7 separate regions of the Mus musculus genome follow, and all the other regions are linked to region 1. Evidence: chromatin contacts called from public promoter capture Hi-C data. All regions are on one chromosome and are shown on one strand. The core of a region is the stretch at or near the end of the contact, and the rest is flanking DNA. Distances in the headings are between cores, read along the strand shown. Region 1 holds the start of Dynlrb2 (dynein light chain roadblock-type 2). Region 2 overlaps Wwox (WW domain-containing oxidoreductase). Region 3 overlaps Wwox (WW domain-containing oxidoreductase). Region 4 holds the start of Mphosph6 (M phase phosphoprotein 6). Region 5 overlaps Wwox (WW domain-containing oxidoreductase). Region 6 overlaps Wwox (WW domain-containing oxidoreductase). Region 7 holds the start of Hsd17b2 (hydroxysteroid (17-beta) dehydrogenase 2).

Region 1 (3,072 bases), core at 356-2,855:
AGGCAAAGCACCTATACACATAAAATGAATAATAAATTTGTCGGGGGTGGGAGAAATGGGTTGTAACTGGATAAAGCTTAAGATGCCCTAAAGTAGAGTACTATAATAGGAAAATCTCACAAGGAAAATGAACACAAGATATAAAAAGTGCAGTCCAACTCAATGGTTGCCAAAAGAGTGCCAAAGCTACATAGAAAAGTAAATAAGATACCAAGGGGAAACTCAAGGTCACAGCATTACTGCGATTCTATCAGAATGGAGACAGTCAACAAACAAGAGAGACCCCCTCTTGTTGGGAAGGAAGTTCTGGTTTTTGACAGTTAAGGGCAAGGAAGAGTAAAATATGCCTACGGTTTGGTTTTTCCAAGTGCTTGCAAGTTTTAGTAACTAACACTTTCAGTGGAGTTGAAGGTTATTTAGCACTTAGCATGAATTTAAAGGAAGGGGGAGAGTTGGGAGGTGGTGGAAGGGGTGGAAAGAATTCCCAGTACCTAGGACGGGGCCCGAGAACATGTTGGATTCCTTCAAGGCGCTTTATAAAGCACCACCTTGGATATCCATCATAGTCCCACCCCAAAGAGAAGGCATCAAAATTAAACCAAGCTACCTCCGAGAAATCATTGGAGGGAAAGGTCGATGAGGAGAAAGTGGCTCCCGTTCTCCCCCATTGATTCCCTATGCGCAGAATCAGACTTTACTGCTGGTTGGAAGTCACTTTGGCCACTTCTCTCTGAGCTGTTGTTCTCCTGCCAGAGCTGCTCCTGCTGGAATCCTGCTTGCCTCCCATCACAGCTGTGGATAAAGGCTTCCTCCTCTTCCTTCTTTCTTCCTTCCTCCCTCTTTCTCTTCTGCTTTTTCTTACTTTCCCTCCTCTATCGCTCCCTCCCTTTCTCTCCCTCTCCCTCTCCCCCTCCCCCCTCTCTCATTCTCTCCCCCTGCTGAGTGTGGATCTAACTAGATTCTTCAAGCTCCTGCCTTGCCTTCCCACAATGATTGCGACCTGGAATTGTAAGCTAGACGGAACCCTTTCTCCTCGAAGTTGCTCTTTGTTTGTTTGTTTGTTTGTTTATCACAGCAGCAGAACAAACCCTTTCTAGATCGGCTCAGCTCTAGTACCAAATTCTCAGAGATAAAGTGAAATCGGTTGGTTTTAGGACATGAGCACCTTCCCTGCGTGCTACCATATCCACAGTGTGTTATTGTTTCCCACATGGATAGTTCTATATCTCAGGATGGTATTATTGGCACCCATGTGTGTATCATATATCTCACGTGGGGGCGGTCAAGTGGCTACCTACACTTGCCTGACTCAGGGACAAGTGCCGGCCACATCTCCAGAAAGCATGAAAAAGAAGAAAAGTTAAACCCAGGAGAGACTGTATCCTGCCACGACCCCATCGCCTTGAGGTTCCTGGGAAGGAACGTCCGTGCCTGCCTTCTTTTGCTAGGCTGCAAAGCAACCTGCCACATGCAGGGCGGAAAAGCCGGCTTCAGAAACAGCCTAACCGTTGCGCAGGCGCAGCCCATAGCTTTCAGAAAGCCACTTCCTGCCTGGTTGCCTAGCAACGGGGGAAGCGTTGTTGACATCCACAGAAACTGCAACTCAGACTTGAGCCAGGAGCTGTCCCACAGGCGCGATGGTAAATCTGAGTTCTTGTCTAGAAGGGTAGAGGGGGAGACTCATGTGCACAGCTGTCCTGGGAGGGTCTCACCATTTACTGGATGACAGCTGGAAAGGGCGCTATTGAAAAAACGGGAGGTGTTGAGATGAATCTGGGAGCCAGAAAAGTTTGCAAAGAGCTATGACAGAGGTGGAGAAAGAAAGAAAGATCCCAAGCTGAGAAAGAAGGAGACCAGGAGAACAAAAAAATGGGAAGGGGGCTGGGAGATGAGTAAGAGACAAAGAGGGAAGAAATAAAAACTAGGAGGGGGGGCGAGGAATGGAGAGAGAACGCGGGGAGGAAGGTGGGATGCTACCCCAACCTCGCCTGCACAGAAAAGGAAGGAGAGAGAAGAGAGAAAAAAAAAGGAAAGGGAAAAAGAAAGGCAAAGGGGAAGAGAAGAGAAGGAAGGGGATGGGAGAGAAAGAAACGAAGGAAAAGGGTTGGAGAAAAGGGAAAGGGAGAGGAGGAGGAGGGAAGGAGAGTGAAGGGGAGAGGAGGAGAGGCACAGGAGTGGCCTGGGGACACAGGAGGTTGCAATAGGGGTCTGGGAGTCAGAAGAGAACCACCTTGGAGGAGAGGAAAGGTGAGGAGCAGAGAGCTGAGAGGAGCAGTGGAGGAAGGGAGGAGAGGTCCGTGACTTTGAGGAGCCCCTAAGGCGATCAGAACTGGGCTGGTTTGTGAGTATTCTGTGCCAGACATAAGGAGACCAAGAAATGCCAAGTGTCAGAGAGATACCCCAAGAAAAAAATGTCTACATTTACTGGGGTTTGCGTTTTCTTGGTTGGTCGGTTGGGTTGGTTTGTTTGTTGTTTGGTTTTGGTGTTTGGTTTGGTTTGGTTTTGGTTTTGTCCCAGGCTGTGTATGAGACAAAACAAGTCCCTGGCACTATCAGATTCTTGCTATTACTGTCACTGGCGATGTCTCCTTTTCCTTTCCAGAGGACACCTCAGGCTCAGAGCTTTCGTGTTACTGAAATGTAAACATATGCTCTCTTCCTTTGTTTTCACAGTCCTCTTTATTTGTGACAGCCCGTTTGTGACCTGGGGTGGCCTCTGCAGATGCATTTCTCCAAGCTTTGGGCCATGGTGTAGTTTAAAGAACATGCTAAATTAAATGTTACCAGTGTCCACCATGAGGAAAGCCACTAATCCAGCCTGACATTTCCTCAAAAGACACCTGCCCTGGTGGTGGGAAAAACGAGAAAAGTGCTTGCTCACCTCCACAATGGGTGCAGAAGGAAGCCTGTCTCTGACTGAAGTAACGTAGTGTTCACTTGTGAGATGTTGGGAAAGAAAACAATAGAATAGATTCTCATCACAAAACTGCCTGGCTAAGTGGAGCACGGTAATGCCTGCCTGGAGTCCCAGCACTCAGGAGGCTGAGGCAGGAGGACTGCTGCAAGTTCAAG
Region 2 (3,072 bases), core at 409-2,908, 1.5 Mb before region 1:
TGTTGGCTGTGTTAAGACACTCACTGTAGCGGCAGCTAATTTTTGAGCCACTTTTGTTAAAATTAAGCCTTAAATGTGCGTTATGGGTTTTATTTCCTCACTGAACTAACAGCGTCTCAAATTCATACTCCATTATTTCATTTAGAAAGGAATGAGACACGCGGTAAATAAATCAGGGCCATGATTGACAGCCTACCTAGAAAGATTAGACAATTGGGGGTGATGGGCCCCTACTCCCCCAATTATTGCCTTTGTTCTTACAAGTGTGTTTAAATCTATTTCTGTTAATTTACAATTTGAAAGGTGGATGAGAAGCAGAGTTTGAAAAATAGATTACTGTCTTCATTAATACAGGTTTGACCTACAAAGTCTTCACGTACTTAATGATTAAAAACCAAAGTACTAAATAATAAATTATAAGAATTTATAGGAGTCATCATCTTGAAATTAGCTTACTGAATGTTCTTATCATAATAAATCTGAGTGGGTGTCTAATTTAGTGTTAGCTGACTAAAATTATATGTTACGGGCAGGGGAAAAAAAACACTTTTGTTTGAAGACAAATGCGGCAAGTTTAATCACAGGTGATATGAAAGGCACCCATCTCTTGCTGGTTCCCTTCATAGAAACTTTGGCAAAACAGGTTGAAGGAAGATCAATTCCAATTTGTAAATCTGCCGAGCAAGAAAATTCCCCCCAGGCACTAGGAGTGATGTTTACGTTACCTTCCTATGTGAAGCTACACCTGTCAGAGTCTCAGTATAGACTAAGTTAACCATGGGGAATATATGCAGTCCTCCCCATGTGGAGTGTACAGAGATCCTCTCAGGGTCATTGCCAAGGTTAAATGAACTCTTGTGTGTCGGTGGATAGATGGGAGGAAACTATTGCTTCCCTCTTCTGCCTCAGTTTCCCTCTTCCTGTGTAGAGGAATTTTAATCCAGCAAAGTGACTGCTCTGGCAAGGGTAGGTCTGTGTGGTCCTGCTGGAATGCAGACACGCCCTCAGCACGCATCTTTAAGGTAAAATTAGCCATGTTTGAAACGTTGGACACGCCCAACTCTCAGGGGAACAGAGAGAAAGGGGGAAGCAACTTAAGAGCCAGGCAGAGCGAGTCAGTGCAGTGAGTGCGGTGGAGCTGAGTCCATTCATGAGCTCAGGCAGTCCAGTGCGGGTCAGCAGAGGCCGTTGTAGTCAGAGAGTAAGGAGCTAGAAGGTTAGAATAAATTGCCAGAGTTAGTATGAGGCCAAGCAGAGCAATTCAGCGAGAAAGCCTAGAGAAGTCAGGTTGAATCAGTCAGCTTAGAGGGGAGTTTGAGCCAGAACAGCGGAGTTGAACCAGCCATCTAGGGTTCAGGAAGAACTAGAAAGGGTGAGCTTGTTCAGCAGTGAGCCTCCTAGAGGACACTTGCATCCTGTGGGTAAGCTTTTACACCATGTGTGTCTCAAGCATGACTGTTCCTTCAACACTGTTCCTCCAGGTCTTTGCCCTGGTCAGTCTGTGCTAAGGCAGAGGTCCCAACACCAAGGCTTACAGCCGCCCTGGTTCAGTTAATGGGAGAGGGGCTAAAAGAGGTTTCCAGGGCAGATGACACTGTATCCTCAAGTTGATGAGACCTAGAGTCACCTTGGATACAAATCTCACCCTGAGGTTATTTCTAGGTTGGATCAATCAAGGGGAAAAGACCCGCCCTAAATGTGCGTAGCAGCATCCTATAGGCTGGGGTCTAGAGTGAATACAAACAGTGTAGCATGAGAGCTGCCTTCTCATACTTCTGCCATAGCCTGCCTTTTCCACCAAGATGGGCTGCACCCTCACACGGTGGGCTAGAGTAGCCCTCCCTCCCTTAAATTGCTTATCGTCAGTTATTCAGTCACAGTGATGAGAAAAGTAGCAGCCAATATAAGAAGTTACAGTGATTTTATAGTAAAATAGAAATAAGGTCAATCTCTTTCGGATAACTGTGGTAAACCAGTGTATAATTTAATCTTGTTTTCAAGTTTAGTATGTTATGAAATTGAATAGGATGTGTGTGTGTGTGTCTGTGTATGTGTGTGTGTGTGTGTGTGTACATGCTCAAGTACATACACAGCACACATTAAATAATTTGCTCCAAAATATACAGAATTTGTACAAATTAAAGGGAGAAGTAGGATTCCTCCCACAGAAACACAGTGGCCAAAGAAAACGACAAAGAAATTAAGGGAAAAAAAATAGATACACATTTGAAAAATTCTTGATTGTTAAAAAAACATAACTATGGAAATTGAGAACTGAGATGACAGTTTGCACCAAGACCCCAGCAAAGGTTATGCACTGGCGAGCATTCATGCTATAAAAAGGTAAGAAGTGCTCGCTCCAATCTAGCCTAAAGTCCATCTCTTCCTCCATGGTTTGATTGGCAGCCTCATTCCTGATACATTTCTTAAGCAACTTTCTGATAAGTCTTCATGGGGTTAAGACTTGTTCTGGAAGGTTCTTCACTTTCACTGCCTTACCTGCTGACTCTCAGAGGGCTGGCGCCTCTCAGTCAGAGTTCTTAGCCTAACCTTGACCATCCAGTCATTCCACTCCCTACAAAGTGCCTGAGCAGAGAGAATCTCTAGTTCATACCACCACAGGCTTCTGCCCTGAACGTTGTGAAATTTTACTAAAACTCTGACTCCTTGCTAATCACCCAGTTAGAAGAGTCTGTGTTTGTTTAGCACTTTATTTGTGTGTTTTTGGTTTCTGGGATTGAACCCAGGGCAGCACTAGGCAAGTGCTCTGCCACTGAGCGAAGCCCCTGGGCCCAGAATTAATTTAAATTCACACGTCCAATCACCTACCCATTTGAAAAGTATGGAATCTTAAGGTCCTGACAACAGGATATTTTTCACCTAAGCTTTTCAAATGTATTAAATACAGCATAGAGAGAGACAGAAAAGAGGAGGAAGGGGAAAGAAAGGAAAAAGGAGAGAGAGAGAGGGGGGGGACAAGAACTGTGTGTCCACCTTATAGAACACATGCAAAACAGAATAAGTTGTAGACATGAATCCATTATTATGGCCTTTCTTGCTTTTTTTTTTTTT
Region 3 (3,072 bases), core at 416-2,915, 1.3 Mb before region 1:
AAGGCCTCCCACCCCTTCCATCCAGGATACAATGGGCTGCTCTTCTACCCTCCCCCTCCCAATCTCAGCGGGAGAGTCAGGCTGAATATTTCTTTAAGGGATGCTGTTGAGTTTTCTTCCGGGGGAGCAAAGGATTTGTAGAAAAACCCAGCGTGTAACTTGAGTGTTCCGTGTAGCCAGATATCGGTGCCAAGCTAAATTTGTGTGTGCAGCTTCTGTTTAAGGCAATTATATAGTGTATAATACCCAGTAGAGAAATTAAGTCCAAGTACATTTTGCCCACAGAGATTATCCTCTCAGTTGGATTTATTTTAAACAACTTTTTGCCCCTTATACATTAAGACGCATGCAATAAATCACTTATGTAATAAACTGCAGTATATTATGTGGAAAAAAATGAGCGAGTGGCGTGTGTGTGTGTGTGGGGGGGGTGGCTTCCAGTGGAGCCAGACCTCAGGCATGAAGAGAGAGGAGGGGAAGGGACTTGGAAGGAGGGGGCCGCTGCACCAGAGGAACTTGGAGAGGCTACAAATGGAAGCATCTCCACAGCGAACCTCAGGCTGCTGCTGGAGGGAGCTGGTTATGTAATGACTGCGGCAGTGGGGCTCCAGAGAAACTTTTTCCAGCTCGGCTTTTCCAGAGCATCCTCCCAGCTAATGTTCATTACCGGGGGTGGGGGTGGGGGTGGGGGTGTTCAGAATTAGGCTGGAGGCTGGAGGAAGGGAGATGGAGGATGGGAGTTTGTATTAAAGATGAGAAAACAGAGATGAGAGCTTTCTGTTTAGCAGCTCTTGGGTGAGCCCTCCATCCAGACGCTGAATGATTGCTCTTCATTGTAAATACCAATGGCCATCATCTATCCCGCAGAGGGGGGGTCTCAGGAAAACGGGGGGGGGCGTGCTTTACGAGAAGTAGCAGCAAATGCGTTCGGTAGCAGGCCACCGGGCTTCCGGAGTGTCTAGTATACACCAGCATGCTGTTCGTTCTGTATCCGAATTTCTAATCTCACAGGCGTCTTATGCTTTTCTGAGCCAAGTCCAACAACTTTCGCCGGGGTAGCCTCCAGCGATGAGGATTCCTGTTAGCAGAAAAATGACTGTGAGCTCCGACTTCGAGCAGGGCCTCGAGTATTTACCTAGTTGAGGCTTCCCAAATGCACTACCAGAGGGCACTATGATTAGTCCCATTTCTCAAAAGTGTAAACTGAGGTTTTTTTCCTTTTGTTTTGTTTTGTTTTTTTTTTTTTAACAAAAATCTGCCCCCAAGTTCTCTCCATCTGGAAGGAAAAGAGCCAGGGTTCATGCCAAGACCCATCTGGCTCCCAAATGCTTTCTGGCAATCACCAAGTTATACAACCAATTCTAGATGCGGATCCGAGAAATAACTTCATGGTGAGACTTGCCAAGGGAGGCTGCTTGCCTCCTTCCTGCAGGAACACATTGCAGCTCACAAATCTACGCCGGCTAGAAAAAAGAAAACCAATACTGCTCAGAAAAAACGCTTGCAAACTTCCCGGCAGAAAGCCCCCTGTTCACCGTGGTGTGCCTGCCACCGGGGAGTGGAAGTTGAGGGGTGGGGGTGGGGGGGCACGAAGCACGGTCAGAAGCTAGGAGTTTCCGGCTGAAGAACCTCCTTCCAGAGCCCCTAGAGGAGAGCAGAGGAGCCGCTCCAATTTCCATGTGCGCCTTTCTCTAACTTTGAGAGCCCAATAAAACCCAGAGTGCTGGGTAGGAATCAGAGGCTGCTAAGCTGCTTGTAATTTACGATTTAGCGTCGCACAGTATAAAAATAGGCAGTGAAACTGAAAGGCAATCAAGTCTATTGTCACCAGGAATGGGACGTGATCTGACATCCGCCGCTGCCGAGAGCCCGCTGTGTACTGGGAATGTAGTGTATATGGTTTCATTTTATCTCGACATCCCTGGAGTCTGGCCCCTGTCATTTATCTGTTCCCGAGTTACAAAGCGCCCCACGTGCTACTAGTAGACAACAACCAATGCATTTTTTTGTTTTTGTTTTTATTAAATCCCATCATTTTCTGGCTCAATTTTTTGGGGGGGGGGGTAGGGATTGCTTTGTCTCTCAATCTGTTGGCTATGGGGCAAAGGTCACGGGGTGATTGGTGGGTGGGCTAGCCCATAATTACCTTTCTTACTGCATGAGTGGCTAAGTGGGGGGCTCCGCCTCTGGCTTCTTTAGCGTGGTGGTCTTAGAGAGGTTGGATCTTGTAGGGCGTACACCTCATAGCTGCCATGGCAAGGTCTTCTCCGACTGACCTTGGACATCACAGGAAGCCACTTCCTCTCACCATATGAGGAGACCTTATAGTGAGTTTACCATCCCTGGCACACTGGGATTCAATGCAGGGGGACATAAGGCTCTACTTCCTGGTGGGAAGACTATTGAAGAACTTGTAGCTGCATTTTGTAAGCCATCTGGGTGTCTGTGGTCTGCATCCTCTTTGTCCCCATAGCAGATCCTTCTAAGAGATAAGGACCCTGATTTTGTTTGACCGGGTCCCAGTGCTAACCCAGGGTGACTCAGCTAGCTTCTAGCTGCCACCTCAGGGTCAGGGCTGCTCACTTCATGGAGGTCAGGAAGCAGCAAGACGGGGGATGGCGCTGGGACAGGGGTCAGAGTCAGGGTGTGACCTTCAAAGCCATGCTCCCTAGTATCTGCCTAGCCCAAGTAGGTCTAATCTTCTAGTCTCTTTTGCTTCCCCATAAAGTTGTCAAAGTATGAATCGATCAGTGAATTAGCCTGATGATTAAGCCAGCCAGAGCCGTTAATGATCCAATTATTTTCCGAAGCTCCACCTCTGAGTATTATTTTGGGACCACGCCTTCAAAGCAAGAGCTGTTTGAACAGTACCTACTACCTCAACTGTAACATAGCGTTCACTCCAAACTGCCTTTCGCTCACAGAAGTCTTGAGACTTTGGGGCTCATTAACAAATCAATTAAAGTGTCTGGCAACACAAAAATCATAAACCAGAATCCTGGATTCTCCTTCAAGAAGAATTCCCGGGGTTAACAGAGAATCCATTCATGTCTGCCAGTCCGGCTTTGACTC
Region 4 (3,072 bases), core at 274-2,773, 1.3 Mb after region 1:
GTATATACACGGAGAACAATGCCGGAATATTGGGAGGACCGTGAATACGTTCTATTAGTATTATTTAAGCTTCAAGAGTTAGCTTTTCCCTGTCTTAACTCCTGTGTTCATCCGCTTTTAACCCCTTTTAAATTGTGGTTAAGCTGCTTCTGTTTTAATGATGTCTGAGACAGGGTCTCATATCCAGCTCAGGCTGGCCACAAATTAAGCTCCTGCCTCCACCTCCCAAGTGCTGGGATTACAAATGTGTGCCATCAAAGCCACTTCAGCTGGCTCAACTTCAAATTTAAAAATCATGGGCTGGGGAAGTTGGCTCAGTGGCTAAGAGCACCCTTGACTCTTGCCTAAGTCCTGGTACTCATACCTGCTGACTTAAAACTCCAGTTTCAGGGGCTCCAACACTCTCTTCTGGCCTTCGCAGGCACCTGAACACACATGGTATATATACAGCTATGCATGCACACACACAAAGGGAAACTCATTTTGTTTAAAAGTTAGTGGAGAACTCATTTCACCCCACTAACATTTTCTCCATTCCCACCACGAAGACAACCTTCACCCAGAACACAGGAACTTTTTTAGCTCATCCTTTTGGCTGTGAGCTTTCACGTTGTTGGGCTGGGCCTTTCTGATTAACCATCATCCACAGTTCAGTTAAAGTGGCCTTAAAAAAACAATAACTAGCCAGGCGTGGTGGCGCACGCCTTTAATCCCAGCACTTGGGAGAGGCAGAGGCAGGCAAATTTCTGAGTTCGAGGCCAGCCTGGTCTACAGAGTGAGTTCCAGGACAGCCAGGGCTACACAGAGAAACCCTGTCTCGACCCCCCCCCCCCCCAACAAACAAACAAACAAACAAAAAGCAATTAACTCAGAAAACAGTTTCCTCCTGCTCATGAGGCAACAGGAACAAAACTTCAGCCTGGCTTACAATTCCTTGGATGTGTGACCACTAAGATTTCCAGCCTCATTTTATGCTCCTTGTCTTTCAGACGTCCGAGCTACCTTTAGTTCTTTGCAACGTCCCTGATTTTCTCCTTCTTAGCTTCTGGACTCACTTTCCCTCAGTTTAGGACACTACCTGCCATCCCTCACGTTGTTCCTCCTTAGGGACCACTTCTCGCGAGAAGTCTAACTTCCCAGGCGGCCCAGACACTAAAGCCACCACAGCACTCAACTCTGCAGGCTCTGATGAACGTTGTGCAGGCTCCCTCCCCACATCAGGCTAAGCAAAATCTCACCCCTGGTGCCCAAAGGCCCGCAGGCTGAGCGAATGAATGGGGTGCGCTGGCCGCGGCCATCCCGAGCCAGTCTGCCCATCGCTTCGGCCCGAGTCCCACTACGGAACATCTCGGAGCTCAGCAGCCTCCCCGCCCGACAACCCAGCATTCCCGACCTCAGCACCTTCATGCGCAGCAGGTTCTTGGATAACTTAGTCTTGCGCTCCGACGCCATGTTGGACGCACTTGCAGAGGCTTTCCCGCCGCACTGCGCTTGCGCACGGTCAAGAGCGGAGCTAGATAAGACGACGCTCTAGACCCGCCCGGGCCACGTCGCTTACAGGCGTGGCAGAGCTTTAGCTCCGCCCCCGCGCCGTTGCCACGCCCCCGATTAGGCACACCCATCGCGCTGCCCCGCCCTAGTGCTCGGAGCTGCTTCTGGCTTCTCCAGCTCCCGGAGCGCGTCTCTCCGCAAAGAGCTGTGGTAAGAGCTCGGGCCACCGCGGGGCGACTGCGATTCAGGGTCCCAGGGCTAAACTCAGGAAAGGCGGATTAAGGGGAGGACGCTGGAGCTGTAGGCGGGGCCTCCACGACACCCGAGGACTCCCTAACGACCCGGTCTGGAAGTTCCTTGCTGAGGTCCTAGCTGAGGCCGCTGAGGTTGCTGCCAGAGTTTAAAAGTTTTAAAAATACGAATGGTGGCTTTCTATGAAGCGTGTTTTCTAGAACTCTCAGTAGCCCTGAGCCGCTGGTGTCGCTATGCTCTGTCCCAGAGTGAAGGAGGTGGTCACAAACCCAGGCTGCGTGATAGCTGTAGGGCTGCACACAAACCGTGGAAGACTGATGAATATGCATACACCTGTTCGCTGTGCATCTTGGAGCCTGAAGGATTTCCTTCTGGAATGGGAAGAATGGCAGGAACTAGCAAGAGCTGTACGCAAGGCGACAACTTGTGAAGGGGCCAGGGGTGGTTTAATGGGTGAAAACACTTGCTGCCAAGCCCGAGGAGGACATGAGTTTGATCCCCGGGACCCCCGTGATGGAAGGGCAGAATGGACTTCCACAAGTTGTGGTGCCGTACCTCGTAAGTATACGGAAGGACACATCACTGGCATGTAATAAGCAACCCGCTGGAGAAGTGGTAAAGTCGAGATTCATAAAGCATTCCGGATATTAAACGCCCTGCAGGTTTTCTCAGTGGAGTAAATAAAGACATAATGTGTTAAGTGGTTACAGAAACACATTTACTCATAACTGTCAGTGAGACATGGGTGAGCACCAAGGGGCTAAAGACACATTCCCACCCTTTCCTGGAGCTACATTAGAAAGCAGTAAATACCGTGGAAGGAAGAAAATGGCTGCAGCCAGTGACTTTTAGGGTCACTTTAAATTTAATCCAGGGTGGCCCTCTTCAGATCAAAGTGGGAAGGCTTGAAAGTCAAGAAAATATCGTTATATGAAGCCTTGGTGGTAGAATGTACCAAAAATAAAAAATAAAATAAATAAAAATCCTGCTATCTTGTTACCGGACTAACCATATATGGCAGACTTATGTCTCCTTCCATTCAAATACTGAAGTCCTGACCCCCATTATTTCAAAATGTGACTGTGTTTGGAGACAGGGCTTTTCAAGAGACAACCTTTAGGACGAACCCACATCCAGTGTGGCTGGTAGCCTTTCTTCCCCTGTGCTGTAGACGAAACCTACAGCCACACACTAAGCTTACCACTTAGCTAAATCTTCAGCCTCCTGTCATAAGATGAAAACTTCTGAGTGCACCAGAGGTGTGTGTGCTAAAAGAAAGACCATTTACACGCCAAGGAAAGAAGCCCCAGAGAAGCCAAAACTACTACT
Region 5 (3,072 bases), core at 170-2,669, 1.3 Mb before region 1:
TGTGGCCCATGTTTAGAACCACACAATACTTATTAATCACCACAATTAGTATCTCTTGTGGGCTGCTGAGATTACCCTCTGCTGAACTCCCAACATTCAAAGAGAATTCACCACAATCCCCCCAATGAACAGTGACAGCAATGAAGGCCCATGAGGCTCCCTTTTAAAGCTGAATGGGCACACAGTTTACCTTCCCCCTTCAAAGGAGACCCTGTGTTGTGTAGCTTTTCAGTTTACTTTTCTTCCTAATGCTAAACTTGGGGAGCGAGCATGATGAACTCAACATATCCTGAACATAACCACTATCAGCCAGGGGATCAAGTCCAATTAGCTTGGCACCCCCATACCCTTCTAAAATTCAATGTACAAGGTGCACACAAAAATCGCGTTTTCAGGAAGTCATCTGGAAGGTGAAGACAGGAGATGTCTCTGTCATGTTCTAGCTGCCTAGCAGACTTATTAACCTTAAATTGTTTTATTTCTAACAACATGTATGCCTATGGGAGATAGGCACGTGTGCACAGGTGTTCTCAGAGGCCAGAGACAATGGAACTCCCGGAGCTGGAGTTACAGGTGGTTGTGAGCTGCCTGCAGTGGCTGCTGGGAGCCGAACTCAGGTCCTCTGCAAGAGCAGTGTGCACTTTTAACTTCTGAGCCAGCCATCTCTCTAGCTTCTGACCCTTTCCCTATCTGTAGAGTATGCCTTGTAAGCATGGAGACCTGCATTTGATCTCAGGACCCATGCTTTTAAAAAAAATGCCAGGGATGGTGACAGATGCTTATGGTCCCAAGTTGAGGAGGTGGAGGCCAATGGATCCTTGGAGCTTGTGGGTTAGCATAGAAGAATTGAAGAGCCCCAGGACTCAGTGAGAGACCCAGCCTCAAAACAAAGCCCCCACTCCCACCCCCAACAAAATAAACTCCCAAACAGCATGAATATATGAGTGCCTAAAGAATGACATTGGAAGTTCACACACACGCAAGGTAGGGCACACAAGCACACTCACTCGATGGTAGGACTCCACCTTTCTATACTCAAACTAGGGGTTGCCTCTGGCTAGGATCTTTGAATTGTCGCACTAGCTCAGTATTTTTCCGGTCTCTCAAGCTTCCAGGAAGAGTGAACCCATTATCCATTTTAGTCTGGAGGACCCTGAGAAACTTCACAGAAAAAGCATGTTTTCCCCTGGAAGGCTGTTTTGAGAAGGGCACCATCGTGCACTCACTGGATGGCCCCTGTTGACATGCCGACTCTGGGGGTGGTTCAGCAGGGGATCTGGGTGCCTGAGAAAAGGAGTGAAGAAATTTTTAAAAAAAGTAAGAAACCAACCGAGAAAACCCAAGAGAAACCGAAAGACTGCACGCTGGAACAAAAGGGAGGGGGCAGCCAGCCTCAGGACCTGGGCGGTTAAGGAACTGGCTTCGACAGGAAGTGGGCAGGAGGCTGTTTTCAGTACACTCATGGGAACTGAGCTGGAAAGTGCTGTGGTGAGGGTCTGTGGAAAAAGAGGGCTCTAATCAAGCTATAAATATCTGTTGCTTTGAAGTTTTATGACCAACAATTAATGTTACTGGAAGGCACATCAAGAGCTATTTCTTAACTTGGTGGGTCTGAGTGGGCCAGGGTCAGGGTATGAGTCTAGCCTCATGGGAGGCTGTCCTTACACATTCCTCCCTCTCTCTCTCTCTCTCTCTCTCTCTCTCTCTCTCTCTCTCTGCTATAAAATAGTACACAGGTGTCTAGAGGCATACACCACAGTTCATGGTCATCTAGCCCAACCATCCATCCATCCATCCATCATCCATCCATCCATCCATCCATCCATCCATCCATCTATCATCCATCCATCCACCCACCCATCCCTTCGATCATTAATATGTGTTTATTCAAGATCATATTCAGTAAGGAACAGCTAGACAAAACCCTTGAGGCAGGGTGGAGGTTTGGGGAATGCACTTTCTTTTAGTTGGGAAAGGAGAAAACAAATAAAAAAATCATGTCTGGGAATGAGAAGTGCTCTCAACCATTCAGAAGTCTGTGCTAAAAACTAGAAGCTCACTCTAGAGGCTGTGCGAAGGAACCTTTTCTGTGGGAAGTTGCTGCAAACAGAGGCAGAGGCAGAGTATAGTGGAGCAGGGAGCCACCAAGTACCAAAGTTCTGGGGCGTGTGCATCAGTGGACCTCAGGATTCAGGAGTCCTGGCCACTGCTTGCTCTGAAAGTCTTGAACGGGCTGTGGATTGTTCCCAGTTATACACTAAGAGCTCCCTAAGGTCTTATTTGGTTGTGCCAAATGTCAGCTTATCATTTCTGTAATATGCTGCCCTCGAACTTGAATTTTCTCCCACTATAACAAAACAATGGCAGAACTCGTCGAATCCCATTCAACCCCTCATCTCCTGCTTTCAGGCACACACTGATTTGTACGCTCACTGTGGCCTCAGTAGTAGGCTTCTGTCTGGAATCACATTTGTGCTCTTCCATAGGTTCAGGAGCACAGTTCTTTGTTCCCCACTGTAGGTCTATCTTCATGAGGGAAGACATCAGGAGTTGTGGGAATCTAGGATCTTGGCTTCTGGAACCTGAGATGACCCGGCAAAAGGTCATAGCACAATCTGGAAATGTTTGACCTTTGCAAAGGAGTACCTGAAAGGTACCTTCTAGTGCCTGACTCAGTGGTGCCCACCTAAGAATGCTCTTACTCATTTGATAGAGCAGCTCACTGAAAATCTCGGATAGAACAACGTCTGTTTTTCAGTGTGGACGTCTCCACTTGTGGGATAGCATTTTCTCCTTAAAGGAGTGCATAATTCAAATAACTTCCTTTTCAGGTTCTCTCTCTCTCTCTCTCTCTCTCTCTCTCTGTCTCTCTCTGTCTCTCTCTGTCTCTGTCTCTCTCTCTCTCTCTCTCTCTCTCTCTCTCTCTCTCTGTGTGTGTGTGTGTGTGTGTGTGTGTGTGTGTTTTAAGAAGGGATTTCTTCTTAGTTTCCTTGGGTGCAAGGATCAGTTTGTGACTGATAGGATTCATTACACACATGTTTAGCTCGCCCATTATTAAGGCTCTAACAATAT
Region 6 (3,072 bases), core at 198-2,697, 1.2 Mb before region 1:
AGTGCCAGCATTGATTCAAAACCTGGCGGCTGACCACAGTTCCAGCCAAGCCTGGCAAAACTCACGCACCATGGGGCCTGATAAAGCGGTTTTGGATTTGTGTGTTTTCTTACAGTGCCTTGCATCTCAGCGCTGTTGGAAGTACTAAGCTTCTTACCTGTTTTCTTTCTTTTTCTTTTAAAAAGATCTCATCTGTAGTCCCAAGAAACTGACAAAGTGCACCAGTCTTGCCCAGGAATACAGAACTCAGACATTATACCTAAAAGTAGGTTTAGGGATATGTCCCTAAAATGCAGTCCATTCAGTCTGACAGATGAGCCGGGTGGCCAACAGAATCTTGAAACTTCTGTGTTCTTTGGTCGGTGACACACAGGATGCTGCTGTTCTTAGAACTGAGTTCATTTCTACAGGGGGTACTAATGGCAGTCCCAGCTCAGCATCCCCTAAACCAACATCCCCCAGACCAGCATCCATCAGCCCTTATATTTTTTGCCCTCTTGGTAGTGATGAGTGCTTAGCTAGTCTTTTGTGTGCCCTCCAGCATGGCACCTTCTGGAATTCACCAGACTCTTGCTCTCTGGGAAATCAGCAGAAAACGATGCCAATTCTTGATTCCTCTTGAACTTCACGCAGATCTCTCCCCTCTGTGCCTGTATGAAGACAGCAAGTAGCCTGCAGCCTGCTAACTGCCACATTCGTGATTAAGACACACCACACACGTCTTCATGTATAGGCGTAGAGGCCAGCCTGCTTCAGAGAACACCGTGTGCCTGCTCATCTTGCCTGCACCTCTTATCTAGGAAACTTAAGCTTTCAGGATGAGTGATATGGAGAACATGACATCTACTTGTGTCATTAGATGGATGTCAATACTTTTGACCGAGGGGACAGGTTGCAACACACCAGTCTGAAAATGAACAGACTCATAGTTATCCAGAAACACTTCTTGTTACTCAAATGGTTTCCACATAGGAGGTCTCTGTGGCCTTTTCTTTCAATGTCCCTACTAGGAAGGGTGCTTGGGTCCTGGGTTTGAAATAGAGCTGGTTAGATCTCCCACTTTCTACAAGAGAAAATCAAAACCAAACGAATTTTACAAAGCGAACACAGGTCTTTGACCTGCTGGCATAAATCTTTGGTTGGAGGAAACAAGCACTTTCAAAATTCTCATTTTCATCAGAAAGAAGTTTTACCTGATCGTTTGAACTCTAAAAGACTCTAAATTTAAAACATCCCACCTGCTCATCCCACCCCCAACCCCCACCCCTGCACAAACAAACCCCGTTTGTTCTTCTTCCTCAAACCCCGCCCCCTGCTCTCAAGCAGAAAAGCCCGGATCACTCCTTGTCTCCATGTTTCTGAAAAGCCACCCAAAAGTGACCATGGTCACCACCCACCCCACACCCAAGACCAATAAAACTCCCTTGCTTTAGCCTGGGCATGTGACTCCATTGACCTCTACCCATGAATCAGTGAATCCATCTGAGAGCTGCCTCTCAATAAACCCGCCCTCATACTCTTGATGTGGCTTGAATTGGCTCGTTACATTGGGAGAGAAACCTGAAAGTTAACCTTTGCTCCTGAACTGGTGGATTCTGGGAGGGATGGTTGTTATTTTCAGCCGTGCACCCCTTTGTTGAGCCTGCCAGGCTCCAGTGGATAACTCCAAACCCGTGGTCATTGGAGAAGGCCTTGGTTAAAAATCAGCGGTGGCTCAGGAATTGTGCAGAAGAGTTTTGTTAGGAAGAGGGGCCATTGGCAGAGGTGGGAAACAGCTAAGAGGGGGGGGGGGGGGGGAGGAATGAATATCCAGAGTACACTGTATAGACATGTATGGAATTACCCAAACAAAATCAATTAATGGTAAATGTTTTCTGCTGTGCCTGTCTAGACAGAAGGGCAAAAGGGTCTCAGGGCACTTGGGTTGTCTTGAGTGACGGGGAAGAAGTGGCCACATGGCACTGTCCCACTTCCTGAAGAATGGCAAGGATGGGCCACCACTCATTCCACAAATGCGTAGAGTCCTCGAGAGGCCAGGATCTAGACAGGCTCACCACAGCTGAGAGGACAGATCAGCTGCGTCCTGGATCCTCTCACTGCTTCCATTTGGAGGAGGCACAGGAGAAAGGCAAGGAAATCACAGGGTTATAAAATGACTTCTAGAAAGTGATACCTTCCTGTGTCTCTGGGCATGAAACACAGGCTAGAGAGATTTAAAAAAAAAAAAAAGAAGTTGGGTGGAAACGGTTTCAGTGGTATTGCAGAGCTAGTGGTACCAGCAAAAGCCCATTGTGCCATGTCCTGTGGGCAGTGACATCATGGGTGGTAGCCTGAGTTTAGCCACAGGGCTAGTATTGTTACCAGGGAAACTGGCCCCTCCCTGCTGCAGCCGACCTAACACTGAACAGAAAACCAGGAAGAAAGTTGTTTACTGGAAAGAATTTTCATTTTGAGTTTCAATATAAAATCAGAGGCTCTGTGTGTGTGTGTGTGTGTGTGTGTGTGTGTGTGTGTGTGTGTGTGTGTGTTTGTGTGTGTTTGTGTGTGTGTGTATGTGTGTGTCTTCTTTGAATCGGCTTATCATGAACCATTTCTCAAGTTACTATTCATTTTTTTAGTATTTGCTTACTCTTTTAGTTATTCTTACATGTGCATGCTTTTGCACGTATGTGCATGTTTACATGTGTATGCTGCTCTGTGTGTGGATGGTCTTGGAAACCAGCAGAGGGTGTTGGATCCTTTGGAGCTGAAGTCACAGGTGGTTGTGAGCCACCCAGCATGGGTGCTGGGAACCAAACCAAGTCTTTCAAAGGAATGGCAACTGCTCCTCCCAACTGAGCCATCACTCCAGCCCCCACTAGATTATTCCTTTTGTTTTTAAGAAAGGCAAGCCATATCTTACATCCTGTTTCTGTTGTTTGTGTGGGTGTTATTGCTTTTGATGTTTTAGAGACAGGATTTATCCTCTAAGCAGCCCAAGCTAGGTATGGACTTACTTTGTAACCCAGGCTATCCTTGAACTTAATCTACAATACTGGTTCCTAGCTCCACCTTCTGAGTGCTGGAACTATA
Region 7 (3,072 bases), core at 408-2,907, 1.2 Mb after region 1:
GTGTATTGACAGGTAAAGAGACAGCATCCCCCAGCCAAGATTACCTCATCCTTAACAACTGTGGGAACTGAACTGGGTTTAAAATGAGCCATCTGAACACAAAGTGAGAGCTCCTCTCTCTCCAGTTTTCTCAGTTTCTAGCCTTTATTAGAATCCTGCTTTGTCCTAGGCAGACACCAGTAAGCACCACACCCATCAAATCCCGTGGGAGCTCCCCTTGGGTGTCAGTATAGGAACTGGTGGTCCGAGTGTGTGTGTGTGTGTGTGTGTGTGTGTGTGTGTACGTGTGTGTGTGTGTGTGTGTGTGTTTGTGTGTACGTGTGCTCATGTGTAAGTGTGTGTTCGCGCTCATGGTATATAATACCCAGATACCTATATATAGAGACTGAACTATCTCTCCAGTTTTTACAGAAGGGCTCTTGAGCTGGTGAGTCACAGGTGTGTGGATTCAGATTCCTTGCTCTTGGATAAAGTACAGCCTCTCCCAGCCTGAATTTTCTAGTTTACAAGCTGACTCTAACAAAGGATTGTGTAAGATGCAAGCTGGGCAAAAGGAGGAACTAGCACAGGAGGGGTTGCTTTTCTGTGTTTGACCGAAAGCAGACAGTGGGTGGTTCAAAGGGCAATGCCGGGGATTGACACCCTGCTGCGTTCCGGCTCCTAATCTCTCTAGTCTCCTATTGATTGCCTCTCTCGTTATTGCCACACGAATAGAAATGTTGTAAGGACATCCTATTCGGAGACCGAGTCCTACTACCAAGAACAGAGCCTCCAACAGGGTAGACTGAGTCAGAATTGAGCAGAGCACTGGTTCTGACAGCTTCTCTCAGTCTGATTGTCATTGCTATGGTCTCTCTCTGGCACAACTGCCCTCTGGGAAGACACAGGCACCTTCCATCTGCCTCTAAGGTGAGCCTTTTTTTGGCTCATTGAGCCCTTAACCTGTCTCAGTTGGCAGTAGTCCTCCAGATACAGGCCAGATCGGGGATGCTCTCTTCTTAGAATCCACTTTCCAAGCTTCACTGATTACCTGGATAACACACACACACACACACACACACACACACACACACTCACAGCCACACATACAGATACACTCGGAGTTAGCAAAAGAACTCAACCAACACAGAGAGGGCACATCCAAAGGAGATTGTCTTCTTGTGATTCCAAGTCTGTCAATCATTATCTGAGTAAACATCTGTCAGGTGGGAGGGTGCGTGTGCGCGTGCGTGTATGTGTGTATGTGTAAGTGTGTGTATGTCTGTATGTGTGTGTATGTCCGTGTGTGTATTATGTCTGTGTGTTACGATGTGTGTGTGTCTATTTGTGTGTATGTGCCTATTTGTGTGTATGTGCATGTGTGTATGTCTATATGTCTGTGTAGGTGTGTGTATATTTGTGTGTGTGTGTATGTGTGTGTGTACGTGTGTGTGTGTGTGTGTGTGTTTGTGTGTGTACGTGTGCTCATGTGTAAGTGTTGAGTGCCTTAGGGGAATGAGCAGGTATTTATATCACAGTGCACAGTTTAAATTACATCCTGGGAGTAGTCTCCCCTATCACTACCTTTAACATGCTTGTTCAAAGGGTGCGGGGGCTGTCGTTCCCCCCTCCCGCTTGCCTCTCCCTTCATATAAGCCTGGGCTGCCTCCAGCCAGCTTCTGCACTCACAGTATTCACTGGCCCAGAGCAAGTGAAGGCCAGTGGAGAATGAGCCCGTTTGCCTCTGAGTCAGCATGGCTCTGCTTGGCTGCCGCTGCAGTGCTGGGGGGCACGCTTCTCTGCGGATGCCGGAGTGGCAGGCAGCTGCGGAGCCAGGCGGTGTGTCTCGCTGGCCTCTGGGGAGGTGCCTGCCTGCTCAGTCTGTCCCTCCTCTGCACCTTGTTCCTCTTATCCGTGGCCTGCTTCCTTCTTCTGTATATGAGTTCATCTGACCAAGACTTGTTACCTGTGGATCAAAAGGCCGTGCTGGTGACAGGTAAGTGGCCAGCATTCCTGTGATTGTCCTGCGGAGAAGAGTCTGATACTCTCTGTCCTCAGTGGGGGGACACTGTCAGTTTTGGCTTGAGTGGGAAGTGCTTAGAGTGAATGACAGGCAGCACATACCCGAGTGGTTCTCACTGCCTTTTTGCGTGTCCTTTGGTTTGGATGGGCTTTGGAAGGAGCCAGTGGTAAGACAAAACGTGACAATTGCTCAGGGCCACAGATCTATACAATGAGTGTGTTAATTTCCTAGGAATAAATATAAATAAGTAAAACAGCATCATTTCACGTGTGTTCTTGTACCAGGAAATACCTGACAGACTTCTTCAGGCTTGGTTGCTATTCTGTTCTGAGGTGACTATTTATCTAGGTCCTAGGCCTGGTCACCCCTCTATGTATGGAAGGAAGGTGGCCAGTCAGCTTTGGCACAATACTGTGTGTCTAGGGACGCCACTGTACTTTGAGCCTTTGCAATTTGCCAGGCTGCTGTCCCGAACCACGAACCACCCTGTTGTCCTGTTTGAACCTTTTCTCTATATGTCATTAGTGTATTAGTGCTTCTTAATTAGATCAAACTGGCAGTGCGTGCACACGGAGCTAGCTGCTCATTAGCTGAGCTGCCAGCCTCTCACTTCTTCTGCAGGCTCTTCTGCAGTAAGCGCGAGGCGGCCAAATTAGATTCCTTGGAGTTGTAAAACGGGTTTGTTTGGTGAAAGCTGCAACTAGAATTCCCTCAAGTGATCCTAACCCAGAAAGGCCTGGAAAGAAGAGGAAAGGCCATCGGCAGAGTCACCTTGTGAGGAGGGTGTCACCCCTGCATAAGGAAGTCATCACCTGTGGCTGGGGCCCCTGGCTGTGGTCAGCAGGGGACTCGTGGACTGATGAATCAATTTTTTTTTTTTTTTTTTTACTTTAAATCCAGTAACAAAGATTCTTCTTGTGAGCACGGTTTGGTTCTGGCTGGGGTGTGGAAGGGCAGGACATCAGCTTCTCTGAGTTTAAGATACAACAGTGAAGTCGAGTAGTTATTGTATTTCCCAGTTGTACGAAAGAAGACAGAACCATTAAGTACACGTCTGTCTCTGTCTGTCT

The links. Promoter capture Hi-C pulls out the DNA fragments that hold promoters and counts their contacts.
Region 2: a promoter capture Hi-C map of embryonic stem cells shows a contact between it and region 1, with 4 times the contacts expected there. The contact joins the enhancer-like site here to the promoter of Dynlrb2 in region 1. A contact is called at or near these places in 8 of 39 promoter capture datasets (the 3T3-L1 cell line, 3T3-L1-derived adipocytes, the HPC-7 cell line and 4 more) and 3 of 9 other capture datasets (adipose tissue, embryonic stem cells and liver).
Region 3: a contact with region 1 is called in a promoter capture Hi-C map of hippocampal neurons, with 4 times the contacts expected there. The contact joins the enhancer-like site here to the promoter of Dynlrb2 in region 1. A contact is called at or near these places in 5 of 39 promoter capture datasets (embryonic stem cells, hippocampal neurons, liver and 2 more) and 2 of 9 other capture datasets (liver and macrophages).
Region 4: a promoter capture Hi-C map of pre-B cells shows a contact between it and region 1. The contact joins the promoter of Mphosph6 here to the promoter of Dynlrb2 in region 1. A contact is called at or near these places in 3 of 39 promoter capture datasets (cranial neural crest, liver and pre-B cells).
Region 5: a contact with region 1 is called in a promoter capture Hi-C map of pre-B cells, with 4 times the contacts expected there. The contact joins the enhancer-like site here to the promoter of Dynlrb2 in region 1. A contact is called at or near these places in 6 of 39 promoter capture datasets (the 3T3-L1 cell line, embryonic stem cells, hippocampal neurons and 2 more).
Region 6: a promoter capture Hi-C map of liver shows a contact between it and region 1, with 4 times the contacts expected there. The contact joins the enhancer-like site here to the promoter of Dynlrb2 in region 1. A contact is called at or near these places in 12 of 39 promoter capture datasets (the C10 cell line, the HPC-7 cell line, cranial neural crest and 7 more) and 2 of 9 other capture datasets (adipose tissue and macrophages).
Region 7: a contact with region 1 is called in a promoter capture Hi-C map of embryonic stem cells, with 4 times the contacts expected there. The contact joins the promoter of Hsd17b2 here to the promoter of Dynlrb2 in region 1. A contact is called at or near these places in 3 of 39 promoter capture datasets (embryonic stem cells and stem cell-derived epiblast-like cells).

What each region holds. Positions count from the first base shown.
Region 1 is chr8:116,503,410-116,506,481 of GRCm38.p6, forward strand. It overlaps Dynlrb2 (dynein light chain roadblock-type 2), which reads left to right and starts at 1,606. Exons shown (of 4, transcript NM_029297.1): 1 at 1,606-1,640. The coding sequence starts at 1,638.
Region 2 is chr8:115,035,168-115,038,239 of GRCm38.p6, forward strand. All of the region lies in intron 8 of Wwox (WW domain-containing oxidoreductase), which reads left to right. Among named protein-coding and RNA genes, the nearest start is that of Gm39257, 75 kb to the left of the region's middle. Within about 2 kb of position 1,659, at least 9 of the 459 cell types and tissues checked have an H3K27ac peak or open chromatin away from gene starts, as enhancers often do. A contact at or near this core is called in embryonic stem cells, where this site is marked.
Region 3 is chr8:115,158,431-115,161,502 of GRCm38.p6, forward strand. The region is part of intron 8 of Wwox (WW domain-containing oxidoreductase); the gene reads left to right. Among named protein-coding and RNA genes, the nearest start is that of Gm39257, 200 kb to the left of the region's middle. Within about 2 kb of position 1,666, at least 143 of the 459 cell types and tissues checked have an H3K27ac peak or open chromatin away from gene starts, as enhancers often do. A contact at or near this core is called in hippocampal neurons and liver, where this site is marked.
Region 4 is chr8:117,800,451-117,803,522 of GRCm38.p6, forward strand. Mphosph6 (M phase phosphoprotein 6) reads right to left here and starts at 1,524. Exons shown (of 5, transcript NM_026758.4): 1 at 1,402-1,524. The coding sequence starts at 1,452.
Region 5 is chr8:115,232,847-115,235,918 of GRCm38.p6, forward strand. The region is part of intron 8 of Wwox (WW domain-containing oxidoreductase); the gene reads left to right. Among named protein-coding and RNA genes, the nearest start is that of Gm39257, 270 kb to the left of the region's middle. Within about 2 kb of position 1,420, at least 74 of the 459 cell types and tissues checked have an H3K27ac peak or open chromatin away from gene starts, as enhancers often do. A contact at or near this core is called in pre-B cells, where this site is marked.
Region 6 is chr8:115,274,159-115,277,230 of GRCm38.p6, forward strand. The region is part of intron 8 of Wwox (WW domain-containing oxidoreductase); the gene reads left to right. Among named protein-coding and RNA genes, the nearest start is that of Gm39257, 310 kb to the left of the region's middle. Within about 2 kb of position 1,448, at least 51 of the 459 cell types and tissues checked have an H3K27ac peak or open chromatin away from gene starts, as enhancers often do. A contact at or near this core is called in liver, where this site is marked.
Region 7 is chr8:117,700,289-117,703,360 of GRCm38.p6, forward strand. Hsd17b2 (hydroxysteroid (17-beta) dehydrogenase 2) reads left to right here and starts at 1,658. Exons shown (of 5, transcript NM_008290.2): 1 at 1,658-1,975. The coding sequence starts at 1,708.